Linked DNA regions of Siniperca chuatsi: region 1 is linked to region 2. The links are chromatin contacts, called in public Hi-C maps. All regions are on one chromosome and are shown on one strand. Each heading gives the region's core, a stretch centred on a gene start, on an enhancer-like site or on the middle of the called end of the contact. The rest is flanking DNA. Distances are from core to core; before and after follow the strand shown.

Region 1 (5,248 bases), core at 767-3,266, 38 kb after region 2:
CTTAACAATTCAACATTCAAAATGACACACTGAAAAATGTAAAATAAGGTGGTCTTAAAATTCTTAGCAATGTACTAATACCATTGCCTTTCACAAAACTAGGTGAGACGAGATATGAGATTTTAACTGGAAAACCAGGTGAACAGATATTAAATGTTTCAGTGCTGTTTCAGTCATGCAGTCTGCATTACCGTATTTGAACTCCTCGCTCATGATGGTGCGTGTTGACGTGGAGACGTTGTACGTGGAGTTCTGCTGGGGATAGGCAGGTGTGATGATGGGCATCAGGTGGTATCTGTCAGATGGGTTCACCTAAAAAAATAAATAAAAAACACAGCACAGGGACCTAGATTGGTTTCACTGCAGAAATGAGAGCCTTCACCAACACGCCAGCACACTCCAGCCACCAAACTGAACGAGTAGCGCAACTTCACACCCACGCACTGAAAGGCATCATAAAACCAAGGGTACCCCCCACCCCACACCCACACACACAGAGGGTACATCCCAATTCACTTTACGGTTTTCACGTTTCCCTCATTTGCATTTTTTCCCTCAAGTGATGTGAGGAATCAAGGAAACATATTGTAAAATGACATGTACTTCCCTTTCAAACATGCAAAATGATTTGTCAGTTACTGATGAAAGCTGCAACAGAGCTTTACCATCAATATTTAATGTAATAATGATGTGACGTACTACCCAAACAGCAAGTCACCACTATTTAGCTATTTAATATTAATGTTCTCCAACATGACAAAACATAATCTGAAATATTACATGTTTCCATTGAGCCTTAAAAAGGGAAAGTTAACCCCAAAATCGAAAATACATTTCTTCTCTTATCTGTACTGCTAATCCTCAGACCTTGTTGTGAGCAGTTTCATGTAGGAACTTTCAGGAGAAAATAGTTCCTACATGAAACTGCTCACAACAAATCTGGGGATTATCTTGAATAACCAGGTCATGATTTCTGGAAAGAGACATTGCTGTTTAGTTTTTCAAATAATGTTTTTTGGAGTTTTGAGCACCACAAGCCAAGTGCCATATAGCCCCATTATATTCAAAAAAAGACAGACATCTCAACGGCTGATATCTCCAAAACTTGGCAACTCACACCAAAACAATCTAGATGGACAAATAACACTACAGGTAAGAGGAAGTTGGATGCTAACTGCACATGACTTTTAAGCCATTTCTGCTGGCAGCAAAGCCTTTACCATGCAATTATTTGTTTCTGCACTACATTTTGCTTGCAAACGTTTTAATCGTCTACATTATAATGAGCATGTCTCACAGCAAACAGAAATAATTAAAGTAGCCAAAACATTTGGGAAATTATAATATTGTATCTAAAACTATACTTTCTGCCCAATGCATGGTGATTGTTGGCTGTACTGTGACTGAACGGAAACGACACCATTAGATAATTAAAATGTGTTTATTGCTGAAGGGACACTACAAACATGACACAGCATTTACAACAGCTAGAATGTTTTCAATTAAGGCTGTAGACCAATTAGTTTGGGATAAGTAAATGTACGATATTATTATGAAAAAACAGTAAGACAAAACTAAAGCCAAAACAAATATATCAAAGCCCTGGCCAAGGAAAAAAAAATTATTAAAAAAAAATCAAAAATCAAATGAACAGCTGACAAGAGTGTGTAAAGGCGTCCTAAACAAATATTTACTGCACACAGGACCGTTCTGTCCACACAGGTTTTTGATTGCAGTGTTGCACTGATGTGATTTAAACACAATTGTCTGATCTGTTGTGCTATTGCTAATGTATTTTTACTGAAGGGGTGTGTCTGTCTGATAAAAGACGTCCACGTAGGAAGTCTTCCTTGCTCCAAGCTGCTCTGGGAAGCCTCCTCCGAGCAGAGTTAAGGGCATGGAACTCATATAGGGGACCCGATCAATTTCCGGGTCACATGATGACAGAGGAATGAGGAGACATGAAATAAGAGAAAATAAATGTACCTATACTCTATCTGTTTAGCTAACCATGACACACCAACAAACTTTTCAAAACTCAGATTAACTCCAGATACTGTTTCCTGTGTCTGCACACCAATACACATACAAAACTTAGGCATAACATCATTATAAACGTGGAAATAAAACACTGGCGTCATACTCACTCTAGGATCCCACACAGGTAAATTCAGATTACTGTCCTCAGGCTGTTTCAATAGCACAGGATTTGGCCACTCCCTGTAGGATGGACATGTAGTAAAACGTGTGAATACCGAATACAATTGGCATTGCACATGGCTGTGAAATACTGCCATCAAGTGGAAAAGGAAAGTAGCAAGTTACAATCGCAAGAACTAAATTCTCACCATTTGGAAAACACCAAGAAGAACTTGTGGACCAGCGTGGCAGCCACAGCGTTAGGGTAGAGCTGACAGGTCCTGGCCACTAGCATGGCCCATGACACTCCACCCAGAAACCCCAGCATGTTGGAGTAGATCCCACGACCTGCGGGCAGAGGACGCAGTACAATAAGGTTGTGGCACCTTCAAAATATTGGTGTTATCTAAAAGATTAGCAGTGTCGGTTTGTAAAGTATACACAAAACTGGGAGGACACCTGTAGGAGGCAAATATCTTAAGTTCTACACACAAATTTGTCACTGCCACTTTTTTGAGCATTTATGTATTTGATATTAGCTCTTAAATTGTGACAACTACTGAATGACACCCATGGATGCAATAAAATGCAATAATAACAGATTACTAGAACATTGAATCCACATACGTTTTGCCCACAGTTTGATGGCTCTCAATGTCAGCCTGAAGTTTTCTTTGTTTGGCACCAGGTACAAAATTTCATCGGTCACCCGACAGCCTGTAAGACAAAATGTCAGAAACCCAAAACACTGAGAAAAGTAAGACGGTCCCTCATTCGTCCAGGAGTGTTCTATCGTAGAAAAGGTTTCAGTCGTAGTCATCTGAACACTGTTGTCAGAATCAAGACGTTTTGGTTCCCATCCGGAAGTCATTCTCAATTACTCAAGGATACTCAGGAAGATTCCTTCCTGAGGGCAGGGCTTAAGTAACTCAGAGTAGCTTAAATTTCGGAGTTCCCGGTCCATTTTTCACAATTGAGAATGACTTCCGGATGGGAACCGAAACGTCTTGATTCTGACAACAGTGTCCAGATGACCACGACTGAAACCTTTTCTACGACTGAGAAAAGTATTACACATTTACAGTTAATGTGTAAATTCCTAGAAAGAGAAGGTTACGGTTTCAGAAGAAAACAAACTTATGTTGTTTAGATTCATATACCTGCCTCTACTATTGTACTTATTAAATGTCACTTTGGAAAACAGCACCAGCATCAGGCCTCAAGTCAATATCAACTTCTGTACTGTATGTATACAATCCAATAGAAGCCATGAAGTGTACCATTAAGGCTGCGGATACACCGAATGTCCAAGTTTCTCAGGATGGAGTCCCCCCTCAGGTCCAGGTTGTCTGGAATGGACTGTAAGGCGAGTCTGGCGAAAAGCAGGTCAATCTGCTCCGACAGAGACAGAAAAATATGAGTAAATAGGAGATGAAACAGTAAAAATCACTCATCTTCTATAACCGCCAATCCTGTTCGGGGTAGCAGGAAGTCAAAAATTTCTGAACTTGGTGGTTCTCAGAATCAGATACATAAGGGACTGAGGTTAGACAGCCAAAATGGTAGGCAGAACAAATTGTTTTAAGTCATGAATTGGTAGACAAGGGCTGCTTAACCCATTTTTTTCTTGTAGGAATGGCAGTATGGCACAGTAGGATGAGCGTTTACATTATTCTGTTTAAATGTTTTATTTAGAAATTTCATCAAGGCACAATACAAAACTTGCCCAGAGGTTTAAAATTTTGGCAGATTATGGTCATGTTAATGCTCCTCTCGGTCACCTTATTCTACATCTCCTTTTCTGCACTGTTGTAGAAGTTTTCATAGACCTTAACTACAAACTGAACCACTAACATGTGTCATGAAGTTCCTACCTCGGCCTGAGAAAACCTGTTTTAATTTGTACACATTTTTTGTTAAGTCTGATCCAAACTGGAAATCAAAACCATCAGTCTTTGCACAGCTATTATAGCAGACATTAGTACCCTTTAGCTGTAACTCTTTACAATCACAGCCCTACCTATGCTTAACAACACGTTACCTATAAAAGCTTTGTCAAAATGGTAATTGTTATTTCCGAGTAGTGTGTATTAAGTTAGGCAGTACCCCTATATGTAGACAACACACATCACTTGGATCTCAAAGTGACTTACCTCTATTCCGTCAAATTTGAATTTTATCACTGGTACAAAAGCATCCTCGACAGCCTTGAAAAAGCACCAAAAGAGACAATATCACCAACAAATCTGAGACAAGGCGAATATATGGACTGAAATTAAGACCAAATGAACCAGAGGTGAAAATCAAAGTCAAGTAGACAGAGCTTGCAGACAGTAATATTCCAAAGACATGTAAAGTAATGCTTCCAGCATGCTACTCCTTTAGAATGTCACCAACAGTGCCTTGAAAATGTTTGAAGACAGCTGATAACAGATTTCAATGAGAGTGGGTTCAAATTCAGAAAACATGAGCATAGTGTGGAATGTGAGTGTCACTTCTGGATGTCTTTGGAGACCAGGGTTCAAATGATCATCCTCCTCTTACAATATCCAAGAAACACAGGGTTACTCTCAGTAACATCCACCAGTAAAAGTGCACTCAGCTGCTCCACTGAAAGTACCACTATGCATTTTCAGATAAGATCAGCAAGATGAGAATCTAATTTTATTTATTTTTTTGGTAAAGTGCAAGTAAGCACTTCTACAAATAGCTATTTTGATAATCGTATTTAAATATTTAGCGTCACAACAAAAATAAACTAAAGGGATGTACCATTTTTTAATAATGTGTATTGTTGTTAATGAATACACACAACTTAGGAAATCAACACAGCAGATCTAACACCATAGGCAACACTCCTGGGTACTGCTCATCTGCTGAGAGTTACTACAACAGTCTGTTGCTCTTGCATCTTTTTCACTGAAGAACAGACTGATTTTTCAAGATCAGGGATGAAACAGGGACTTTCTTCATTGGGAAATGGCCAAACAAGGTGGTTCCCCTCTAAATAACTTTAGCGTGGGACTTTTGTCACAGAAGCCTATACATAAGTACATTTGTTACCCTGTGCTTTAATGACAAAATGCCAGAGAGACTTACCCTCAGGTCT
Region 2 (5,312 bases), core at 2,488-4,987:
CGATAACACGGTTATTTGGTTTATTTCGTGTACCCAGCTTCGAGGTCTGTGTCTGGCTTGCAGTCTATGCTGAAAAATAGACATACCAAGAAGCGTCCTTTGGTTTGTTTGAGAGAGAGAGAGAGAGAGAGAGAGAGACCTGAAGAGTGAATGAGGAGAGGGAGCGCCGGTAGCGAGAAAGACAGTGAATCAGAGAAATAAAACGTTATTTTCTGATTGTTTCACAGCTGTTACGTTGTAAAAGCACAAATCAACATGCCCACACCACTGCGGCTAATCGCTGCAACGCCTGATTTGGTTTGAGTACGGGTAGGGAAGAGCGGGGTGTTGCAGCAGTGACCCTCCTCTGCTGCTGGAGTGGAGCATTTCTCAGAATCTGGAAATTAATTTGGATTAGTGTGAGTGGATATTCTTACTCAGGATAAAATCTGATGACTTGGAAATTGCATAGGGTCTGACTGGAAATGGCTAAACGTACGTAGGCTAATAGTCAAATAACGAAATAACTGCTGAAAATATTGAGTGTGAGTGTTCATTAACCCCCCCCAAAAAAGTTAGATTTTTTGTTCTCCATAATAATAATAATAATAATAATAATAATAACGGGGGATCAGAGAAAAGTTCTTCTGGCGTGTGCTCTAAGATAAAAGTAGACAGTGAAAACACAGCTTTTGCGCTTTTTCACCAAGGACGGTTCAAAACCAGGATGTCTCATATAAGCACATATCTTCTGAGCAAATATATCCACTCAAATGATCCGAACTGAACGCACAGAAAATTAACGTTCTAAGAGCCCAATATGATCGATCCACTTTTTTTTCGAAACCTCGCTTTTATGTGTTTATTTTTAAATGCAGCCCTCATTATACTTGAAATGAGAAAATATTTACTATTATAGTAGGCCTACTTAACATCTGTGTATAACTGAATGTTAGTTTCATGTTGTTGGTATACTCATTCACACCTCAAATCAACAGTATTCATTTTTCTATGCACTGAAGCAGCAATACCGGAGGCCAAGAAATCGGCCCGTTCCAAACAGGCACGTTTTGAACGGCCACTGCACTAGTCTACTGTAAAACAGAGTAGCAAGAAATCTACCAAAATACCCCAGGCTAGGAGTGTAGGGGTGTACCATATCGTAATGTGTAAGAAGTGTAAGAAGACTGTAACAACAAAAGGGGGCAATACAACAAACACGTTTCACCACCTCAAGCAAAAGCACCCGGGTGGGAATGAGGAGAGCCAAAAATCCAGCGAGGAAAGCGCAACAGCTATTGTGAGTTCTAAACCAAAAATATTTTCCAGTATTTTGTCATATCATCAAGAATATCATTATCACAGAAATACCCTGAAATATCGGGATATTATTTTAGGGCCATATCGCCCACCCCTATAGCACTGCGTATATGTAATTTTGTGTGTTGTGATATTGATATATATTGTGATATAATACATTTTCTGGAAAATCAACTCAAACTGTTTATGGATAAAATAACCAGATGAGAAACTTCATCACAGTGATGCAAAAAAACAAAAAACAAAAAAAAACATACTCAAATCCAATATTGCCATAAAACACTTGTATTCAGTGACTTTCAACACTGACCATAATGGCCTAGTACACCCCCAGATGTGTTCAACCATTTTCGTATGAGAGAAACGTGAGGACAGCAGCCATTAAAGGAGCTCTCACCTTTAGGGGCAAGGTTCAGCATGTCTCCGGCCCGCATAGAAATCTCCTCCTCAGATGCAGCTGAAAAGTCATACTCTGCTCTGGCCACTACATGGTCATCCTCCCCGCTAGCCCAGTTAGTGGCTAAATAAAGCAACACAAAACATGTTTACTTGTTAGGAGTAAAGGACAACTACATACACCAAAACTTAAAAACGTCATGTGTATAAAAATGTGGAAGTTCGCCATCTCATCTGCAAGTACAAAATCTTGAATGTAAGCCTCACCGTTTTCTTCAGAGCCAGGGCTGGAGCTCAGCAGCTTCCAGATAAGGTAGGGTCCCCCCAAGACTACAGCGAAAAACAGAAAGATTGGCCAGGACTTCACGGGCTGATCCTCCATCCCTGCTCCAATTCCTCTGGATGCACTTGTAGCCAGAACATCACATGCACTGTCTGCCCACAAGTCTTCAACCTCAGCGTCTGACCTTCGCCCCAGCAGCCTCTGTAACCGTCGGTAGAGGTAGCGCAAGGTGCGTACCAGAGCAAAGGCTGACAAAACTCGGGTGAGGTGTGTACGCAGCCGTGTTAGGTGATTGGCTACATCCAGCACAGCACGGAAGCTGTTATACACAGCTGAAAAGGTGGCGTCCAGCATCATACTAACTGAGGAAAAGGCCTGGACAATGCTCTCGATGGACTGGAAGGCACCGCGGCTGCTCTCCTCAGCCTGTTGCACGAACCGGCTGGGGGCAACGTCCTCCGTGAGGGGGAGGCGGCTGTAACCTCCCAGGCCGTAGCCACCACCATAGCTGTAGGGGTTGTACCCCCCATAGATGGAGCTCCCATAGGGGCTGTAAGAGGAGTTGAAAGAACTGTAGGATGGGCGGTAGCCCTGCTGGACGGGACGAGGGGGCACTGGGGGCACCATTCTGGTCAGAACAGGAGGGCCTGCAGATAAAGAGGGGCCTGCAGATGGTCCAAAGTTTGTAGACCTGTTTGGTGAAAAGGCCAAGACAAGACATAGAGTTCAAAACAGCTTCAGTGATTTTATATATGTTATTTTTTGTGATACAGTAGAGCATGGGTGAGATTGGGCCTGCTTAACTTAAACTACAGCAGGCATTAGGTCAATACCAGGACATTCAAAAACAAACCTGTGGGTTTGCTCGAACAACGTTGAACATCGAAAATTACGTTCTTCAAATGTGGTCAATAAGTTGTTGGTATGAAATTGCTTACAATTGCAAACAGCGATGCGACCTCAATCGAATAGTGCTTCATTTAGGTTATTAGTGAACAGGTGAGAAGGAGACAGTTTTATCGTAATTTCTGCTGAATATCGTATTAAAAACTACTTTTGTGTGGCGTTTACGTTCATCATTTAGAAATGCGACAAAAACAAGTAGTTATAAAGGGAGCCTAGCGTGAAACACCTACCATACCCCCGAAGAAGGTACATGATTACATGGCCTCATTGGGCCTGCTAGTTGGTTGGGTATTTGTACAGTTGTTGCTTTGTTTGAATGCCTGTACTTGGCAAAAAATATTCTGACAAATGGAAATACGAGTGGTTAACTGGTAAAGACTCATACCACCGTGTCAAAGTTTACAGTTTGGATATCCTCTCGCTTGTGCAACAATCTTAGCATAAACTAGCTAGCAACAACACCGAACCAGCTGCCGTCAGTACGTTAAACACACAAAGGCCTCGGCGACCAAGCTAACGCCGCTATAGCAAGTTTACCTGTAATTTATAGGTGCACTCATTGCCCCTGGAATACGCCTTTCCCATGGCTTTGGCGGAGACTGTGAATCCATCACAAAATATATGTCTTTAAAGTGTAGAAATAATGCGGAACTTGTTGTCCCGGATGCCTGATGCCTTCCCGTGCTCTTCGTAATTTCCTTCTTCTAATATCACAGCTCATGTATATGTGCGTGGATTAAATAGCCCTAAAGGGACTATAAACACGTTAAACAATATTGGATTTATTTAGTACATATCTATGTCTATTGGATGTTGGATGGCACGACTTCCGTGGCATAATCTCCAAACAGACATGATGGAATTTCCAACGTTAAAAGGAATTTTCATAATATTCCCGATACCTCCTAAAGGCACCAAATGTGTTGTGCTGTGGTCAGACCAGAATAACTGATAGAAGATATGTATTTGTATGAACTAAATCTATCTAAAGAGCTGAATATATTTAGCAGTAACTATAATTTATATCTTTATTTTTTTGTCACTGCTTAAATTACCTCCCAAATTCATTAAAAAGCCTGTGTGTTTTTGACACTCGATTAGTACAGCCTGGCCCCTTAAACAATTAAATGCACTTCTCACTTCTGTCCAGCAGAGGGCGCTGTGGCTTATCAGAAAAGAAGACCTTCTTTATACACATTTACAGCTTACAAATATAAACGGAAAAAGGGAATTTCCCTCCACTGAAATACACGGTGGTTTTCATTAGTAGTTTACTAACTAATGTCCACTCACATTGACAACAGTAATTTTAAATTTTCTAGTGATTTGGCTAAAGAGAAACATTAGCACTGTCCTAAGGTTTGGACTTTATTATGTACCTGCCCAACCCTTCACAAGGAAGTTCAGATATAGAATGTGAGCGGGATAAGCAGACTACTGTTATCAAGTAAACATGATACAAAAAAAGTGGGCTGTCCTTAGACCAAAGCCCCTTCATGAGAAGATAGTGTTGCACATGACATGATTTCCTCTTTTAACACTCAACTGTAAGGTGTGAAGATCTGCTAACAGCTGCTTTTTCTGCTCTGAAAATCCATTCTAAGAAAGAAATGACGAGAAAGAATGCTATTCTCACCATCTTAAATAGATCAATCATTTCACAGAACTAGACCATTGACAGTAGATGGAGAATTGCTTGTAAAGCAGAATGCTTAAAAATAAAAACTGTAGCAAAATTAGTTTGTCCCATTGAGTACTATCACTATTTTCCTACGTCAGACTAGTTTTATTGCTGACATTGCTGGCAGCTCTGAGATTTGAATTATATGACATGTATGAATTTGGTTTGAGAGTGGATTCCCCTTTGAGCTTTCACTAGCTTTCAGAATCAGGCCAAGTGTCGTTCAGTTAACCCTGTAGTAAGGTTTGTGAGGGGGCGGCTTGTGACTTCGCTGCCGTGAGCATGAGGAAAGCTGCTCTTTCACGCAGGCAGTGAGTGCAGAGGTGTACGGTTTGGTTTTAGGAGGGAGCCCTGTGATGTCAAGTGTTGTGTGTGTGTGTGTGTGTGGTGGGGGGTTAGATTCACTAAGGGGAGGACGACAGACAATGCCTGCGTGATGCCACAATGTAGGTGTGTGAGATTGAGGCTGCCGTTTGTGACATGATGGTGTCAGGATCCCAAGCAAAAGGTGACAAAAGTGTTGGCTTGTGATGTCGCTGTGTGTGGGAAGAATGCATGAGCTGATGATGGTCCTGGTATTTGGGGTTTGTGATGAGCGCCTGTGACCTTTTGTACTGTGATGATATAAGAAAATCAAAGACAATTAAAAAAATCATTACATTCAAGCAAATATATAAAAACGAGCATTGGAAATACATTACGTGGTCAAAAGTATGAGTATGACACCCGAACATGACACCCATGTGT

Evidence for each region. A called contact is a pair of places that touch in the nucleus more often than the background predicts.
Region 1: a contact with region 2 is called in a Hi-C map of liver, with 2.3 times the contacts expected there. The contact joins the enhancer-like site here to the promoter of pex13 in region 2. A contact is called at or near these places in 2 of 3 Hi-C or Micro-C datasets (liver and skeletal muscle).

What each region holds. Positions count from the first base shown.
Region 1 is chrLG11:5,799,170-5,804,417 of ASM2008510v1, forward strand. papolg (poly(A) polymerase gamma) reads right to left here. Exons shown (of 24, transcript XM_044214105.1): 5 at 5,239-5,248; 6 at 4,293-4,346; 7 at 3,420-3,531; 8 at 2,767-2,856; 9 at 2,349-2,487; 10 at 2,148-2,220; 11 at 192-312. Among protein-coding and RNA genes, the nearest start is that of papolg, 6.9 kb to the right of the region's middle. Within about 2 kb of position 2,017, the one cell type or tissue checked has an H3K27ac peak away from gene starts, as active enhancers do. A contact at or near this core is called in liver, where this site is marked.
Region 2 is chrLG11:5,759,223-5,764,534 of ASM2008510v1, forward strand. It overlaps pex13 (peroxisome biogenesis factor 13), which reads right to left and starts at 3,738. Exons shown (of 4, transcript XM_044215439.1): 1 at 3,422-3,738; 2 at 1,963-2,669; 3 at 1,697-1,819. The coding sequence starts at 3,495.